2 separate regions of the Mus musculus genome follow, and region 1 is linked to region 2. A link is a contact called in public promoter capture Hi-C data. All regions are on one chromosome and are shown on one strand. Each heading gives the region's core, a stretch centred on a gene start, on an enhancer-like site or on the middle of the called end of the contact. The rest is flanking DNA. Distances are from core to core; before and after follow the strand shown.

Region 1 (4,405 bases), core at 769-3,268, 270 kb before region 2:
AGCTGCTGAGCCATCTCTCCAGCTACTGTCTTCTGCGGCTTCTTGGGAGGAGAAAGGCGCAGGTGCGTCCTGCACAGGTGTTTCCTGGATGCATCTCTAAGGGAGACTTGTAAACAATCTTTCCTACCCATAACAACACATCATTCACTATTCATAGAGACTTCTGACCAGCAGTTCTGCAGCCTTCCTTATTAACTTACCAATGCTTTCTTGTGCCATAACATAACCCATCACGCTAGCAGCTGCCTAACTTCAAAAAAGTATTATTATTGTAGGGGCGTGTGGGCACCAATAGACAGCTTTGAGGAGTTGGGTCTCGGCCTGGAGAGATGGCTCAGTGATTAAGAGCATTGACTGCTCTTCTGAAGGTCTTGAGTTCAATTTCCAGCAACCATATGATGGCTCACAACCATCTGTACAGCTACAGTGTACTCTCATATACATAAAAAAAATAAATCTTAAAAGCTCGCTATGCAGCTCTGACTATCCTGAAACTCACTACATAGCCAAGGCTGGCCTCAAACTCACAACCATCTGCTTCTGCTTTCCACAGGCTGGGATTAAAGACGCGCGCGTCACCACGCCCCACTTTCCTTCCACTTAAATGTAGATTCTGAGGATGGAACTTAGGGTAGAAAGCATCCATTTATCTCGCCGGCCCTGCCTAAGCATCTTTTCAGACAGGTTCTCCTCTCAAACTCCTGCCTTTCCATATTAGGTGCCAGAAAAACCTGGCTTCAGCTGTGTTCATCCCCACCCCCCGAAATGTGACAGATTCTCAGAGCCTGGAGCACGCCCTTTCCTCAGCCCACCTCACCTCTTTGCGGGCCCGTTCATCCTCCAGGGGGGTGGTGTCATGGTTCTTGTGCTCCTCCAATAGGCAGGCTCCGCACACGCAGCTGCCCTCCGTGCGGCAATACAGCTGCCGGAGCTTGCGATGCTTGCGGCACAAGCGGTTCGTGAGGTCCCACACTGGGTCCAACAGCTGGTGGTCCTGGAACAGCTGGTCCTCAAAGTGGCTGCGCAGATGTTTCTCACACAAGGAAGCCACACACTGCAGGCATGACTTGGCTGCCCTCAGCTTCTGCGGAGAGCAAAAGTCACAGGGCACATCTGTGGGGCCAGCCAGGCCCCACAAGGACCCTGAGGTCTGGCTCTTGGCCTGGGTGAAGCAAGCCACCATCTCCCCGAGGATGACGTTCTTGCAGAGGCGGGGCCTGCTGGAGAAGGCCTCTCTGCACTGGGGGCAATAGTAAGTCTCTCCAATGGCAGCCTGGTGGTCCCAGAAATTCTGAAGGCAAGTCATACAGAAGTTATGGCCGCAGGCGGTAGTGACTGGGTTGCAGAACACCTCCAGGCAAATGGGACAGAGGACTTGGTCTTCCAACATGTGCTGACTGCTGTTGCTGCCCATCAGGAGATGGAGCGGGGTTCTGGAGGGCTGGGAAGAGAGCTGTGAGGGGGGTTTGTCCTGGGCTGATCCTGAGAAGACAGAGAAAAATCCGGGCATGGCAGGGGGCCAGGGCATGGCCCTTTACCCCAGGGACATGGTCTTGCACATCAGGGGCATGTTCTTTATGTCATAGGCATACTCCTTTTTACATCTTTCTTTTGGAAGCAGATGTCTGACCATAGGGAACCAGGACTGCATAGGCAGCCAACCCCCATGTGGGTGGGCACTGAGCATCTTACTTCCTGGTCTCAGCCCCAGTTGTGGGGGAGGTGGTGAAAGGCAGAAGGAAGGACAAGATGCTCTGGGGGAGAGGCCACTCCCTTGGCACTTAGGAGGGAAGGTCAGGAGCTTGAACTCACTTGAGATCTTCTGCATGTCCATGAGAGCCAGATATTTTGTTGCCCTGTGCCAAGAAGGAAAAGACCCACAGAGACTCAGGTACCAGGACCTACGGCAGCCTCCCTCACCAGCTCTGAGGGCGTCCCGCATCCTCTTGTGCCTACCTGTGGACCGATGATTGCCGTCTTCTCTCCTTTCTCTGTGGCCGCTGTTTCATGGTCTCTCTGTCCAGATGCCCTTTCCTTGAGGATAAGGCAAGTTTTGCTGATGTCATAATTCAGGTGCGGCCAGTCCCTGCATCCTGCCTGTGATGTCATCAGGACACAGGTGTCCCATGGGGCAGACTACAGTGCTATGCAGTACCAACACACTCTACTCCTCCATGTATGGGTTCTCACCTCCAGCATCTATGTCTCTCGCGGCTGAGAAGCTGCTAGCACCTAGGGCCGCTTACAATTGATGTTCATATTTCTGACCAGAGAGGGAAAACGGCCAATGAGCAGCAGGAAGATCTGGGCTAACTAATGACCCAAGCATCATACATCATTCTGGTATTCTTCCTCCTCCTCCTCTCCTTTTCTTCAAAGATCTATTTATTTCTACTATGCATGTTTTGTCTGTCCATTAGAGTATGTGCACCACGTGCATGCAGTTCCTGAGGAGGCCAGAAGATGGCATCAGATCCCCTGGAGCTGGAGTTACAGATGGCTATGAGTCCCTGTGTGAGTGTTTGGACTGGAACCTAGGTCCTTTGCAAAAGCATCAAATGCTTTTTTTTGTTTGTTTGTTTTGTTTTGTTTTTGTTTTTGTTTTTGTTTTTGGTCGAGACAGGGTTTCTCTGTGTAGCCCTGGCTGTCCTGGAACTCACTCTGTAGACCGGGCTGGCCTCGAACTCAGAAATCCGCCTGCCTCTGCCTCCCAAGTGCTGAGCTTAGAGGCGTGCGGCACTACGGCCCAGCACACCAAATGCTCTTAATCCATCTCTCCAGTATTTCCCTTTCCTTCTCTTCCTCCTCCTCCTTCTCCATGCAGGTGATCAAAGCCAGGGCCTTACACACAGGAGGCAAACGCTGTACCGCTGAGTTACATCCCCAGGGTAGCCCAGAGCATAGTCTTTTGGGAGATTCTATCTGTTGCTGTTACTTTGTTTCTAACCCTTAGAAAGAGAAGTCAGGGATTGGGAAGCTGGTGAGTCACCATTGCTCTGATTTAGTGGCTTGTGGCTTACTTCCTGTCCTTCTGAACCCCACAGAAAAAAGCTTCTAAAAAGCTTCAGGCTGTCAGGTCAATCTGCTTCAAAAGACTAGCCTGACTCCTCCTCTTGATCTTGTTGTGGGGATCGGAGGAGGCATCTTCCACTGACTACAGTGTCTGCTGCAAGCTCTTTGTGGAAAGCTTGTGTGAGAGTAATGGAGTTCCTTTTCTCTTTTTCTTTTTTAAGATTTATTTATTTATTATATGTAAGTACACTGTAGCTGTCTTCAGACACACCCGAAGAGGGAGTCAGATCTCGTTACAGATGGTTGTGAGCCACCATGTGGTTGCTGGGATTTGAACTCAGGAACTTCAGAAGAGCAGTCAGGTGCTCTTACCTGCTGAGCCATCTCACCAGTCCCTGGAGTTCCTTTTCTTTGAGGTTCTGAGCATCAAACCCAGGGTACTAAAACCCAGCTTTTCACCCTCTGGATATTGAAAAGTTTCTGGACTCCCACCTGTCAAAAATTAATCTAAAATCAAATGCGGAGTGTGTCCAGGGTGTGTAGCATCAGCAATAGCGACCTCACCGCTGTCCGAACATACCATGTGCAGTTTGCCTGCTGCACAGAGCCACACCACATAAACACAAACGAGGCCTCCTGCCTCTGCTCCGGCTGGAGACTGGTATATGTTGGGAACTGCTGCAGTGTTTAGACTGTACATATGACGTTGTTCTGCTCTTATGGAAACATAATGGTTTAATTACAAAAATACAAAGTTTTAACTACTGCATTCGTCATTGTGTATCAAATCAGGATTCCGCTAGAGCCTGATGTTGAGGTTTGAAACTGTGATCTTGTGTGCCCTGGGCAAGCCCTGGTCAGCTGAGCTTTCTCCTCAGTGGGTTACTTAAGCTGCCTAGACTGGCCTTGAGCTTGTTGCTTATCTAAAGATGACCTTAATCCATGATCCTTCTGCCTTAGCCTCCCAAATACATGGGATTAAAAGTATGCCCGGCTCCCCCATCCCCTACCCCATAGTTTGTCTCCCTGTGCTCTCTGGTCGGATCGTCCTGCCTTAGTTTGGCCTGGACAGACTTGTCAGCTTTAAGGCCTTTTGTTTTCCAAGGGGATTAAAAAATTAAACTGCATCGATTTTCATGTGTATAAACATTTTGCCTGCATGTGTATATGTATGTTTGTATATGTACTGTGTGTATGTATGTATGTGGTGTGGGTGTGTGTGTGTGTGTGTGTGTGTGTGTTACCTAGAGGGAGCAAAAGCCATCAGATCCCCTGGAACTGGAGTTAAAGCTAGTGTAAGCTGCCTTGGGGCTGGGAATCGAACCTGAGTCCTCTGGAAGAGCAGTCAGTGCTCTTAACTGCTGAGCCATCTCTCTAACCCCAGCTTTAGGTT
Region 2 (4,694 bases), core at 1,349-3,848:
AAAGAGTTGGTTCTCTTGACACCATGCGGGGGGGGGGGGGGGGGTCCTGGTCAGGCTGTGAGACTCAGTAGTGTGTGCCTTGACCCACCTCCCAAAGGACACAAACAGCTAGCTGTCTTTTGTGCACTCAGCTGGGAACAACTTTTAACGTTTTTCATTCTCTTCAGCGGCGGCTCAGCTCCGTGCCATAGCTTTGATGATGCTCACAGGCACACTGATTGACAGGTGGACTCTTGATGCTCACACTGATTGACAGATGGCCAGAATCAGGGTGCGAGCCTGTAGAAGCTGGAGCCAAAGCACTACTCTGACCCTAGCTCCAAGTCCTGGCAGCCTGTTGGGACACTGGCTGGCTGGCTAATCCTAGGTTGCCACCTACCCCATGGGGCTTCCTGACTAGCCTGTGGCTTGGGGCGCATCATTTCCCTTCCTGAGCCTCCCGGTCTTCCTTTTTAGAAGGTGCTTATTGCTATCTGCCTACCCTCAGTAGGTGGCTGCCTTTGAGGCACAATGACATAATGACACAGTATAAAGGGACACTAGGGAGCTCCCAGTCGCTCGGGCAGACCTGGATGTAGCCATTGTCCTCACTAAGTCCCTCTGCATACCAACACTTTGCTATTGTCCCTGCTCCTGGGGAACAGTCTCGTAACCCTGAGATGCTGGGTGGGGAGGGTAGTGTACTAGGCTGCTCAGAAGCCCAAATCCTTAGGTGGGGGGTACAAAAGGCAAGGGAGGGTGGGAGAGAAGGCCAGAGAGACTGTTCATCCAGTTAAGGTGTTTGCTGCTGCCAAGACCACCTAAGTTTCATCTCCAGAGCCCGCGTGACAGAGAGATGACTCCCACAGGTTGTCCTCTGACCATGGCACTCTGCAACCTACACACACACACAGACACACACCCACCACACAGACACACACACACAGACACACGCAGACACACACGCAGACACACACATGCAGACACACACACACACACGCAGACACACACACACACACACACACACACACACACGCAGACACACACCACACACACACACACACACACACATACGCAGACACACACAGAGTAAAATTTAAAGGTGGAAGAAGGATGCTTGGGCGGCACTGTGGACCTGTTTCAGGATGTTGGATGGGTTTGTGGAGGCAGAAGTTGATACTTGGGATTTTCCCCAGTGGCTATTTACCACTCACCCCAAACAGCAAAGACAACCAAATGGGCAGCCAAGAGAAGGCAGCCACAGGAGGCCCCTCCTCACCCTGCTGGGACCTAGCCCCTCCTGCGGCCCTCCCAGCGCCAGGGAGTTCTGAGTGAGGACTCGCTTCCTTCCAGCTAATCCCCCATATGGAGCTGCCATCGGGCCCTCCCCCAGGCTGCCTAGGTTAGCTGAAACAGGTCTGACCAGTTGTTACCACCAGGACAGGCTCAACTTTCTGCCTCAGCCACACACCTCCTGTGGCCCTCAGTCTGTGGAATCTCAGTTTGCCTCAGGTTCCTCCCCACCCTCCCCCTAGGGTTCCCTTACCCGGGACATCCCACAGCAGTCTCACTGGGGAGCTGCCTGCCTTACTCCCACCACATCAGTTTGTCTGTCCTTAAGCTTTGGGTCCAGAGCCAGGCAGCCCATCTGGAGGGAAGCCTAGTGACAGACAGACAGTGGAGGCTCCCTTCACATTGACCGGGTGTCTGGGAGCTCACGAAACCAAACCACAGGCTTCCTTCCGGGGGCTCCACACCTCTTTCAGTCAAAACCCCAGCCCGAGTGGAAGGATAAAGCCTGGCCCGGTGACGGGGCTGTGAGCAAGCCCAGGCTGGCACTGTGGCTAGAACCAGGCTGAGGGCTCAGAAGAGGTGACTCCCGAGTCGGCAGGGCTGGGCTAGATTGCCTTGTTATGACCACCTTCCGGGTTTCAAGTGTGTGCTCTGGGTTTTTCCCAGTGCTCCTCAGCAAGTGTCACCTCAGTGTCCCTTTTTCTAGTGACGCCTACCGTCAGAATTCAAAGGTCCACTTTGCATCCTTTTAGCAACAGGAGGACCAGGAAGACTGGGAGGATCCTGCCTAAGGGGATAGGACATTTTCTATTAACTCCCTCTGCGAGGCTCCCGGCTGATTCGGGGGGGGGGGGGGGGGGGGCAGGGCAGGGTGGGTAGTATTACCCAGAAAGCCCCACTCCACCTAGCACTCATAGACTTTCAGTACTAATGGGTCCCTTTCAGAATTCTCCAGACCAGTCCCTAACCTGTGGGTCTCTCTTGGGGGAGTTGAACAACCCTTTGGCAGGGGTCATATGACATAACCAGCACACCTACGTAGCATACTCATGACTCATAACAGTGGCAGCATTACAGTTACAAAGTCGCAAGAAACATGTTCTGGCTGGGGTCACCACAACATGGGGAGCTGGGTTAAAGGGTCTCGGCATTAGGAAGGTTGAGAACCACCACTCTAGAGGGTCTCTTCCTTCGCAAGCAGGGGAGGGAGAGTGTTTTCAACTTCCAGAGAAACTAGCCTGTCCTCTTCCAGTCCCCAGGAGCTGTCACTCATTGTGGCTGCTGAGTCAGCCCATCCCAGCTTGGGTGGAGCTTGGAGGTCCCCTGGGGACAGGCCCCTAGTTCCCAGGCCTAGAGCCAAGTAGAAATGGGGGAAGGGCAAGGTATCTGAGCTTGGGCTCTGCCTCTGGGAAAAGGGATAAAGGGGGAAAACTCCACAGTGTCCCAGGCTTGGTGTGTGTGTCCTGCACTTGTGCCAACTCGAGGGCTCCATAGCGTGGGACATGGGAGAGGGACACCTTCATGGGGACATGAGGTCAGAGGCTGTGTAAACCTTCACAGGAACTTCCAAGCTGGAAGTGAAAATCAGGACTGGTTCAGGAGACTGGAGACAAGGAGGCAAGAGCCCCAGGCAACGGTGGCAGAGGGTGGTGTCATTCCTTGACTGGAATGGTCAAGGCTGGACTGACTGAACCTCTCTTTCAGCTTTCCAGAGGACCAGGAGCACGGTCTCCAAAGCCTCCTCAAGGGCCCCTTCTCAGTTCCCAGGCTGCCCCTTGACCCTCTGACCCAGGGTCTTAACCCCACCCTGAGTGGCCACACCATCATCTCCACCCACGCTCTGCTCTGCCAGGGAGAGAGAGGATGGGGGCACGGAATTCAATAGTCACCACCGTGGCCACCTGGAAGGCTGGGGAAAGCCGATACCCGAATCCCAGTGCTGTCTCTGGGGAGCGGGCCCAAGGCTACTCCCCACTCCCCTTCGAGGGAGGGCTACTAGATTGTACTACTAGGGGGACCAAAGCCCCTTTGGGCCCAGCCCCCTCCTGGGCTGATGCCCTGGTGATGGGCTCAGGAGAAACAACCCAGGCAGTTTTTACCACTTCCCAGAGCTGCACCAAGCCCCAGTAGGGGGGGATGGTCACCGAGGGTAGGGAGACCACCCGGGCGGCCAGGAGACACTTTCTAAGGCTGTCCTTAGAAAGCTCAGTCCTTCTTTATGAAAATATATCTAGTGCCCTGCTGGTCCATACAGAGGAAGGAGTCCCAGATAGAGAAGGGGGAGAGAGGGAGGCAGGGAGGAGAAACCCCGGAGGGAAGGGGCTGGGGACATTTCTGCTTAGTTGTGGAAGACAGTTATTTTGTTTTCCCCCTGTGGACTCAGGCTTGATTCTGCCTAGGCTTGCCACATAATGCCTGGAATGCTATCCCTCCGGCAGGCTGGGGAATGGCCAGGGGCCTGGAACACTTCAGCCACTGTAGACTAAAAGTGTCATCTGCTTACTTCAGATGGCATCATCTGGAGTTCCCTGTAGGACCCTTCCTCTTTCATCTCCACAGGCCAAGTAATGTCTGCAAAAGAAGGATGCTACCTACCCCCTCGTCCTTGATCTTGCAGCTTCTTGGGATCAGAATGGGTCTGGTCCCAATTGCTAGTGTGTGTGTATGTGTGTGTGTGTGTACACGTGTGAGAGTTGGTTGGCCCTTGGAGGAGCCAGGTAGAAGGAGGAACCAGGAAAGCTAAAGTGGGTGCTGCTTCAGAGACACTGATACTCCTGAGACAGAGGCCCCGAGCCAGGTCCTCACTCTGACTAGTCCCTCAGTGTCTCCTCAGTGCTGGCCAGAGACTTAAGGTGAAGCAGAGTTCCGCTCAGTTCTCTCCCAGGCTGGGGAGGCCTGAGACAGAGCAGGCTGGTACCTGGGCTGCTGCCTGGCTGGACCCCATCCAAGGCTGGCCGCCAGGTGCCTTCCTGCCGGCCCTGCAGGCAAGTCCGTCGTTACCAACCCCCAAGCCTTCTCCCAGAAGTTGCCGATTTATGGGCTGTCCCAAGAGACTAAGCAAGGACATTCAAGGAGCTCATTGTGAAGCAGGGGCTGGCTTGCTACTGAAGAAACAAATAACAGCTACCGCTTACTGACTGTTTAGCATGTCCTAGGCACTAGGCTGGGGCCATAGGTATTTGTTCTCATATGAACCCCAATTGTGATCCTGTAAGGGAGATAGATATGCCCACATTTCACAGAGGAGAAAGCCAGGTTTAAAGAGTGAATTGCTCCACTATATACAGTTGATAAGAGGAGGGGCCAGGACTTGAACTCAGAACTGAAGAAGCACTAGTGTATACCAGCCATGGGGAATTAAAAAAAAAAAAAAAACACCCAGGCACGGTATCCATGGCAGGCAGACCTCAGTGAGCAGGAGG

The links. Promoter capture Hi-C pulls out the DNA fragments that hold promoters and counts their contacts.
Region 1: a promoter capture Hi-C map of embryonic stem cells shows a contact between it and region 2. The contact joins the promoter of Trim80 here to the enhancer-like site in region 2. A contact is called at or near these places in 5 of 39 promoter capture datasets (the C10 cell line, the HPC-7 cell line, cranial neural crest and 2 more) and 3 of 115 datasets of contacts at active chromatin or transcription factors (acute myeloid leukemia and embryonic stem cells).

Annotation. Positions count from the first base shown.
Region 1 is chr11:115,438,158-115,442,562 of GRCm38.p6, reverse strand. It overlaps Trim80 (tripartite motif-containing 80), which reads right to left and starts at 2,018. Exons shown (of 8, transcript NM_001033775.3): 1 at 1,957-2,018; 2 at 1,813-1,856; 3 at 818-1,482. The coding sequence starts at 2,009.
Region 2 is chr11:115,170,850-115,175,543 of GRCm38.p6, reverse strand. The region is part of intron 1 of Slc9a3r1 (solute carrier family 9 (sodium/hydrogen exchanger), member 3 regulator 1); the gene reads right to left. Among named protein-coding and RNA genes, the nearest start is that of Slc9a3r1, 9.9 kb to the right of the region's middle. Within about 2 kb of position 2,598, at least 176 of the 459 cell types and tissues checked have an H3K27ac peak or open chromatin away from gene starts, as enhancers often do. A contact at or near this core is called in the HPC-7 cell line, acute myeloid leukemia, embryonic stem cells and 1 more, where this site is marked.